2 separate regions of the Sus scrofa genome follow, and region 2 is linked to region 1. The links are chromatin contacts, called in public HiChIP or PLAC-seq maps. All regions are on one chromosome and are shown on one strand. Each heading gives the region's core, a stretch centred on a gene start, on an enhancer-like site or on the middle of the called end of the contact. The rest is flanking DNA. Distances are from core to core; before and after follow the strand shown.

Region 1 (4,531 bases), core at 1,695-4,194:
TTAACCCACTGAGCCACCAGGGAACTCCCTCTTTTTATAGTTTTTCTGTCTCTTCCCTAGTCAGCCTCTACTAGACCATGCCAGATGCCAGAGTGTCTCTGGAAGTGCTTATTATCTATTTTTATTCTGGTATAATCTGGAAAAACAGATAAATTGGTTATAACTGTACTTCAAATGAGACCATACAGCTATAGGATATTATGGAGGTTCTTACAAATAAAAGGAATGTGCTTTAGGGGACGGGGGCTTTGCTTATCCCTAGGGCCCAGAACACTGGACAGCACCCAGTACTTGGGCACACAATAAATATCTACTGAATGAAAGGGGCAAACACTCACTTGTTCTCAAATTAGGAAGCCTTAACTACGTTCATAACTTGAGGCCTATTGAGGAGCTGAAGGCAATGGGTGCTGTCCCGACCCTGGGAGACCTTCCCATGCTATTTCATAATTTACCCTTCTATCTGCTTACACTTCTTCTTGAGAAACTAAGTCTGGAAAAGGGGAGAAATCACTATTGCAGACTGATAAGAGAAGTGGGAACTAAATGCTATCCCCCTAAGCCCACATCACAGAGAGAAAGAATAAGTCATGAATTAACAGCCACCCACCCAGCCCTTCCTGGGGGCTCCATCACTCGTTCGTCCACTGGCAGCAACCTGAGCCCGAAGCAGGGAGAGGAGCTTGGACTTGGGTCTCCCACCATCTCCCTTGGGCTTGGTGCCAAGCACCCAGCAAGAGTCTCTGAAAATCCACCTGCCTCCAGCTTTACCTCTTGAGAGGAATGAACCCTGACTCACACAAAAAAGCCAGGTACTGAGCAGTCTAATAAATAATAGCCATCATTAACCTAAAAGAAAGGTGCCCTACAAAGAAGCAATCATTATTTTTTAAAAGACTGCTATCCTTTCCTATAACAAAACTTGGAGCCAGGTAAGTGGTGCAAGTAATTAAGTCCAGTTCTCAAAAGCCAGACTCATCGGTCAGACAATATTTATTGTGTGCCTCTGTACTTCCAGATACGGAGGACACACAAGGAGGCAACTCTATGCGACAACAGTTACTAAATGAACAAACCATGCTGGTGAATCAGCTAGGAAGCCATTACAGGCCCAGTTCCAGGACTGAGAACAGTCAGTAATCTAGGTCTGGGCAGTAATTTCTCCCCAAGCCTGGGGAGGCAGACAGCTCCCCACCCCTGTACTAGCCACAATGCCAGAGGTTATGTGACTGCCTGATGTCATAGGCAGGAAGTAATCCACAGAGCTCTAAGCACTTACCTGGAAGTCCCCTCTACCTAAAAGATTGGCCACTTTCGTTCCCTACAGCTTGTGGTCCACACTGCAACAGCACTACAGAGAAATCCCCAAATTCCTGCAGAAACTGTGAGCAGGCAGGATGCCAGCCACCCCCGAGACCAGCACCCTCAGCTCAACATTCCTAAACGTGGGCCTGCTGGTAGTACCAAGATGACTCTGGGGGAACCCAGATCTTACACCAACATCTCTTGTAGTCGGGTAACCATGGCCCATGGCCCAGATTCGAGACAGAGACCTGCATAGCCTAGACCAACTGGGACCACGCATGGTGCCTGGGCTGCTTCTCCCCTTGTACTTCCCTTATGCGCCCTTTGGGATCTGGACCCCAAGCCCATCCCTGAGGTCACTATTCAGGTCCTCCCATTCCTTGGGCTCTGGCCTCTAGGTCCCCCTTTAGCCCTCCCAGTATCCCTTCTTGGGCCTTAACTCCTGCCCTGTCCTCCTCTCGACCCACTTCCCCAAACCAGCTACCCACCTAGAGCCCGGTCTACAGCCTGCCCCCCCCCACCCCGCCCCCGCCACCGCCTCAGATGCTTCCTGCTTTCTGGGTCTGCCTCTCTCTCCCACCCTTACCCTGAGCAGACTTGCATCACACTCAGACTTCAAAGTCCTTGCCTGCCTTCTTTCAGGTTGGAGATCCCACCCCTCAGATACCCTGGGTCTCGAAGCCCATCACCTCTCCCCACTGCCTGCTGTCACTCTCAAGCTCTGGAGACCTGGGTCCCTATACCCGAAGCCATTCTCTGCCGAGAGTGCAGAACTCTCTCTCTCTCTCTGGGCCCTGGTACTTCTTACATCATATATATGTATTTTTTTCCCCTTAATGCACTAGTGCCCTTTATAAACAAATTCATATTAGTAAAAACTAGTGAGTAGGTTTAAAGAAAAATAACTAAATTTAACAGTGCTCAGGAACAGCAAAAAATAGGGAAAGCAGCTACACAAACAGAGAATATTTTGAATTCTACCTTAGCTGAAATGAAAACTCCACTGCGGCATTTTTCACGGAAATTTAAACACACTTCCTCAAGCTGTCCAGGTCAGCTTAATACCCTTCGGGTTCGCCCAGGTCGTGCAACTTCATGCACGGAGTCAAAGCTCTATCTGTATCACTGATGGGAATGTGAGGCTCTCTGGGGCCTGCAGACCTGTCTCCTGTTGCCCTAATTGCTCCTGAGGTGTGGGTCATGGAAACAGCTCTGAAAGAAGAGTAGAAAATACAGGTTTGGGCAGGTGCTCTGCATTTACTAGCCACCTTATGCTGGGCAAATCAATTAAACCCTTTCAGCCTCAGTCTTCTCATCTATAAATTGGAGCTAATAGTCCTTGCATATCTCACAGGCTTGTTTTGAAGATCACATCAAATGAGCTAATTTATGTGAAAGCACTGTGGTGTCATATAAATGTGAGGTATTATCTTGAATGCTAATGAATAGCTTACAGCTTACAAACACAAATGAATCATTCCTTTTGACCTAACAGGCAGCCAAGTAACTTCAGAAATCCAGAGCCCCAGCCTGACAGCCAAACCCAGGAATGAGTTAACTATCAGAGAGAGACTGAGAGGACCTGGAGGCCTGGCTCCTGGTCCCACCCAGTGTTGGTCAGGCCCTTGATGAATGAACACATGACTGTCATGCCATCAAGTGAAACCAGGCTCAGTGCCCAACCTCAAAGTCTCAGTGCCTGCTCTGGAGGCAAGAAGCTTTGGGAAAGGCTCCCGCTAGAGACAGTGGACTGAGTCAGGCACACCTCAAACCCAGAAAGTGCCCCTAGATGCCCACAGAGTCAAGTCCAACCACCCCAGGGCCTAGAGGCCCAGAGATACCAAGTTTTTCAGATTCATCTCCTGCCATGTCCTCAACAAACCCTAGGCCATGCCCTGTTCCTTGTCATGCCAGACACTTTGCCTTCTACATCTTCATGCCATTCCTTCAAGCCCTTCTCCGTCCTCAAAAAAATCACCCTTCTTAAATCTGTAAGAAACAACATTGGTGTATCACATTCTATAGTATAACAAGAGTGGGGAGAGGTGAGGGGCCTCCAGATCCAGGGTATCTGACAGGTTTCTGTGATTTATATAAAGGTATTAGCTAGCAAAAAGGTAAATTAGACTCTTGCCTAAAAGCAATGATAAAATATAACCTGAAAAGGTCAATGTTAAGTCTCTATGGTAGTTTTCCTGAAAATACACCTAAAATTTGAGACTTTAGGAGTTCCTATCACAGTTTTCCTGATAAATACACTTAAAATTTGAGTCTTTAAGAGTGGCACAGCATAAACGAATCCGACTAAGAACCATGAGGTTGTGGGTTCAATCCCTGGCCTCAATCAGTGGGTTATGGATCCAGCATTGCTGTAGGTCTCAGACACAGCTTGGGTCTGGCGTTGCTGTGGCTGTGGCATAGGCTGGAAGCTATAGCTCCGATTAGACCCTTAGCGTGGGAACCTCCATATGCTGCGGGTGTAGCCCTAAAAAAACAGACAAAAAACAAAATCAACCAACAAACCAAAAAACTGAATGGCTTGGAGCTCTTCCTAGTGCTTCTCCCTAGTCTGATTGCACCCTAAACACAATCACCTGTAAACTAAAGATGAGGTGCCATGAGCACAACAGCCTGTGGGTTAAAGATTATAAGCACATGATGTTTTTTAGGAATTTTCCTAGTTTGCTCTAATCTCTGATAAATACGCCCTTTTCGCAAGTATTGTCATTCCAGGAAAAGTCAAGATGCCATAACCCAGGGGACCACCACCAGGATTATGCTGAGATCTCTTGACACCAGCTTTCATGACTAAGTTTCCCAGAGAGAAAGAATGCATGTTTGTCTCAACCCTGATTCTTATCTGGAACCCTTGTTTTGTTTTTTGTGTTTTTGTTTTTGTTTTTTTTTTTTTGGCCATGCCTGCAGCATGTGGAAATTCCCTGGTCAGGGATCAGACCTGAGCCACAGCAGGGTCCAAGATGCTGCAGTGACGCTGGATCCTTAACCCGCTGCACCACAAGGGAGCTCCTGAAACCCTGTTTTTCTTCACTTAGACTATAAAACTCCTTGCAATTCTTCCCCAAAAGAGGGCACAGTCTTTAGGGCATTAGCCTGCTGTGACCTCCTTTGCCTGGCAAAGCAATAAAAGCTATTCATTTCTCCTTCACCCAAAACTGTCTCTGAGTTTCTATTCGGCACCAGGGGACAGAGGCCAAATTTTGGAAAC
Region 2 (4,693 bases), core at 49-2,548, 310 kb before region 1:
GTGCCTTTTGGCATAGAGGGTTAGGGATCCGGTGTTGTCACTTTGGCTCGGGTTGCTGTTGTAGTGCAGGTTCAATTCCTGGCTCAGGGAACTTCCATACGCCATGGGTGTGGCCAAAAAAAAAAAAAAAAAAAAGGTTAAGAGCCTCAGGTTTAGGCTCTGGAAGGTTTTCTCAAACTGAGACCCAAGGACATACTCTGGGAAGTCTTCTAATTTTGAATGTTCAGTTTTGCTGCTAAACAAATTTTGTTTGTTTTTTTGCTTCTTAGGGCCATACCTGAAGCATATGGAGGTTCCCAGGCTAGGGGTCCAATCAGAGCTACAGCTGCTGGCCTACACCATAGCCACAGCAACACCAGATCCGAGTTAAGGCTTCCACCTACACCACAGCTCACAGCAACACCGGATCCTTAACCCACTGAGCGAGGCCAGGGATCGAACCTGAAACCTCATGGTTCCTAGTCAGATTCATTTCCATTGTGCCATGATGGTAGCTCCTAAACAAATGTTTATAATTTTGATGTATAATGTTCCCAATAGTTTGTACGATTACCTTATAATCCAGTACTGCTGTGTCATCTCAGTTTCCAAGTTTGCATTTACAACAGAGGTGGTGCAAGCAGCTCCACCAGAATTGTTCCATTCTGATTAGAAAAGAACAGAGACAAATTGAATATGTCAATGGTGACAGTACAAAACAACAAGAAGAAAAAAATCGTGTGGAAGTTGGTAGAAGGAAGTGCGCTAAACTCAAAGAACCTGCTTCCTTGTAGTTGGCACCCTCGTCAGGTGGCAGAATTCAGTGCAGCAACACGGTATCAATTATCACAGAAAATTAATGATTTTAGTTTGAATTGTTTTGAGTCATAAGTTTGTTTGAACTTGTAGTTCTGTCTGGGCTTTTACAGTAGTGTAATAAGTATTAGGATAAGTATCCTTAGCTTCATGTTTTATACTTCCTTCAAGAAGCTGGGTATGTTTTTCTTCTCCTTTAAGGGGACTCGTTCTTCAAGGGTGAGAAATATTGGGCTCTGGCCCTTACTCATAACTCTTCCGGTTTCCTTTTCTGGCTTACCCCTTTTTCTTTTCAAGAAAAACTGAGGGAGGGTCTCAAGCATTAGAATGACTTGATTTCAAAAGCTCCCCAGATACTGGATTAAACAGCAAATCACCTAGTAATTTCTGGAAATTTCAAGAGTGTGATTCCTTGGTTTGTACAAAGTCACTTCCCACATTGTGAGGACTGAAGCAAATCAGTGGTTTTATTCCGGCGAGTGCTTTGGATTGTTTGGCTTGCTCAAGATACAGCTTCCTCGTGATGTTAGCACTAATCATGGGGGTGGGGGAGGGGAGTCCTACTGTCACGAAGTCAAGGGGACAGGGCAGGCTGAAAAGTGACGTACATAAAATATCCCTCCTTTCCTAATCTACCTTGGAAGGTACTTAAGTCATGTGTCTCTTGTCCTATAGTTTAAAAATTATATTTTAGAGTCACTTCTAATATCATGTAGTCTTTCACTTTGGGGACTATTTTGCATATGAGTGCCAATTCAGATGTAAGCTTAAGTCATCCCATATCACCCATGAATGTTGGCAGTGGAAGAAATACCTTTCCTATAGTTTCAGTTCTGGACTGAAAAACCGGGGAAGAAACTCCATTTTCTTTTTGGCACAAATCAGAAAAACAGCTACTGTGCAGTTTCCTTGTTAACTGGACTAATACTGTTAATTCCGATTTAAGAAATTATCTGGGAGTCCCCATGTGTCTCAGAGGTAACAAACCAAACTGGTATCCATGAGGATTCGGGTTCAATCCCTGCCCTTGCTCAGTGAGTTAAGGATCCTGCGTTGCTGTGGCTCTGGCGTAGACCAGCCGCTGTAGCTCCAGTTTGTCCCCAGGAAGAAAAAAAAAAAAAATTAACCTGAATATTAGTTTGAGTAGAATTGTGATCTATATGCAATATTAACTAGATCGGAGAGCTTTTACATTTTCACATGCATACATAGGCTCTCCCTACCTTCCTCAACATCTCATAGTTATTGAACTTTATAAACTGGCATTGAAATATCACGACAATGTTTTCTTCGCCAATTTTATAAACTATGCGATGCAATACGTGTTATTTTTCAGAGACAAACCAGAGGTTAATTTCTCAAGGTTCTTGCTGTTTGTTTTAGCAGCATTTGATGGAGGATCTTTTATATACATTTGTAATAGATGAAAAATAAACCAGATTTCAAATTCCTTTCTTTCTTTTTTTTTTGTCTTTTGTCTTTTGTCTTTTTAGGTGCCGCACCCATGGCTTATGAAAGTTCCCAGGCTAGGGGTCTAATGAGAGCTACAGCTGCTGGCTGACACCACAGCTCACAGCAATGCCCAGATCCTTAACCCACTGAGTGAGGTCAGGGATTGAATCCGCAACCTCATGGTTTCTAGTCGATTCATTTCTGCTGCACCACATGGGAACTCCTTTTCTTTCTTTTTTAAAGCAAACCAGGTACCAAGCTTTTTTTGGACCAAATTTTGTAGGATAAGTTAAACTTAAATTGCATTCTATTAATCAACGTGAATGTATTTCTGTAAGTATAGTTATGTTGAAATTGTTTTAAAAAGCAAAAAAATCATATCTATATGTGTGTACGTGCATATATATACATATATATTTTAAAAGACAAATGTGTGTGTATATATATATATTTTTTTTTTTTTTTCTGTAATAGGGCCTAAAAATTTGAAAACTTACAAAGTGTCAAAGAGTTCAATTTAAAGTCTATCACAAAGGAGTTAAAAAAACGGTGATTAGGGTTCCTGTTGTGGCACAGCAGGTTATGAATCCGGCTGGTATCCATGAGGATGTGGGTTCCACACCTGGCCTCGATCAGTGGGTTAGGGATCTGGCATTGCCATGAGCTGCCTGCAGTGTAGGTTGCGTACATGGCTTGGATCTGGGGTTGCTGTGGCTGTGGCATAGGCCAGCAGCTGCAGCTCTGATTTGACCCCTAGCCTGGGAGTTTCCACATGCCACAGGTGCAGCCATGGAAAAAAAAAAAAAAAGGTGATTAACTTTGACCCTCTTGAGGATTAAATATCTGGTGTTTTTAAAAGGCGTGTAGCCCTTGTTGGACTCTGAGTCTCATTTATTCTGGCAATGTCATTCCCAGAAATAAAGAATCTCAGCTGTTCTCATTGTCCTTCCACTGCTGTGGGGGCTTCTCCAGTTGTCCCGGTGACCTTACCCTGTTTCCAGGTTGCACACTAGCCTGCAGAGTAACGGCCAGCCTTGGACAGCGCTTGGCCCCCTCCTTAAGGCAGCTTCTGCTGGGCAACACCCCCTACATCCCCCGCCGCAATGAACTCCTGACTCCTTGAGGTCAGGATGGTTTCTCTTCCATCATTTTGGTTCCTGAAGTGCCCAGAAAACTCAGTCCCACCCCTTTTCCAGAAGGAACTTAGAAAATAAGTCTCCCAGGGCCTGGGTGGAGGATACTGCTTGAGGACAGTCACTGAGAGCAGCATCCAAGGAGGTTCCGACACAAGGGGTTCTTTTGGTTTGTGTGTGGTAAAAAATACATAAATTTACCCTCTTAATTTTTAGGTGTACAGTACAGTGTTGTCAGCTATATGCACATTATTGTACAGTAGATCTCTCTGACTTTTTCATCCTGCAATACTGAAACTGTGCTCATTAAACAACTCGCTGTTTCCCTTCTTCCCAACCCCTGGTAACTGCCATTCTACTTTCGTTTCTATGAATTTGAATATTTAAGATACCTCATGTAACTGGAATCATGTATCATCTGCGTTTTTGTGGTTGGCTTACTTACCTAATGTAATGTCCTCAAGGTTCAAGCTGTTGTTAGCATATGCCAGGATTTCCCTGTTTTTAAGGTGGAGTAATGCTCCACTGTATGTATATACCACATTTTGTTTATCCATTCATCTATTGATGGACATTTAGGTTGCTTCCACATTTTGGTTATTGTGAATAATACTGCACTAGACATGGGTGTGCAAATGTCTCTTCAAGATCCTGTTTTAAATTATTTTGAATATATACCTAGAAGTGGGATTGCTGAATCATGTGGTGGTTCTACTGTTATTCTTTTGAGGAACCGCCATACTGTTTCCTAGGGCAGCTGCACCATTTTACAATCCCATCAACAGTGTGCAAGGGTTGCAATAGCTCCTCATCCTTGCCAACACTTGTTATTTTCTGTTTGTTTGACTTTTCTTTTTGATATTGGCCATACTAAAGGGTGTGAGGTGATATCTCATTGTGGTTTTGATTCAGTTTCTTTTTTGGGGGGGGGCTGCACTTACAGCATATGGAGGTCCCCAGGCTAGGGGTCCAATCGGAGCTACAGCTGCTGGCCTACAGCACAGCCATAGCAATGCAGGATCAAAGCTGCATCTTCGACCCACACCACAGCTCATGGCAATGCCAGATCCTTAACCCACAGGCGAGGCCAGGGATGAAATATGCATCCTCATGGATCCTAGTCAAGTTCATTAACTGCTGAGCCAAGAGGAACTCCCTTGATTCGCTTTCTCTGATGATTAATGATGTTGAGCATCTTTTCATGTGCTTGATGACCATTTGCATATCTTTGGAGAAATGCATGTTCAAGTCCTTTCCCCATTTTATAACTGGGTCATTTGTTGTTATTGCTATTCTTGAGTTGTATGAGTTCT

The links. HiChIP or PLAC-seq counts read pairs in DNA pulled down with a chosen protein or histone mark.
Region 2: a contact with region 1 is called in an H3K27ac HiChIP or PLAC-seq map of alveolar macrophages. The contact joins two enhancer-like sites. A contact is called at or near these places in 1 of 5 promoter capture datasets (fetal liver) and 1 of 2 datasets of contacts at active chromatin or transcription factors (alveolar macrophages).

The regions. Positions count from the first base shown.
Region 1 is chr1:130,524,309-130,528,839 of Sscrofa11.1, reverse strand. The region is part of intron 1 of DNAJC17 (dnaJ homolog subfamily C member 17); the gene reads right to left. Among named protein-coding and RNA genes, the nearest start is that of ZFYVE19, 8.6 kb to the right of the region's middle. Within about 2 kb of position 2,944, at least 3 of the 83 cell types and tissues checked have an H3K27ac peak or open chromatin away from gene starts, as enhancers often do. A contact at or near this core is called in alveolar macrophages, where this site is marked.
Region 2 is chr1:130,829,601-130,834,293 of Sscrofa11.1, reverse strand. No RefSeq gene overlaps it. Among named protein-coding and RNA genes, the nearest start is that of CHST14, 15 kb to the left of the region's middle. Within about 2 kb of position 1,298, at least 2 of the 83 cell types and tissues checked have an H3K27ac peak or open chromatin away from gene starts, as enhancers often do. A contact at or near this core is called in alveolar macrophages, where this site is marked.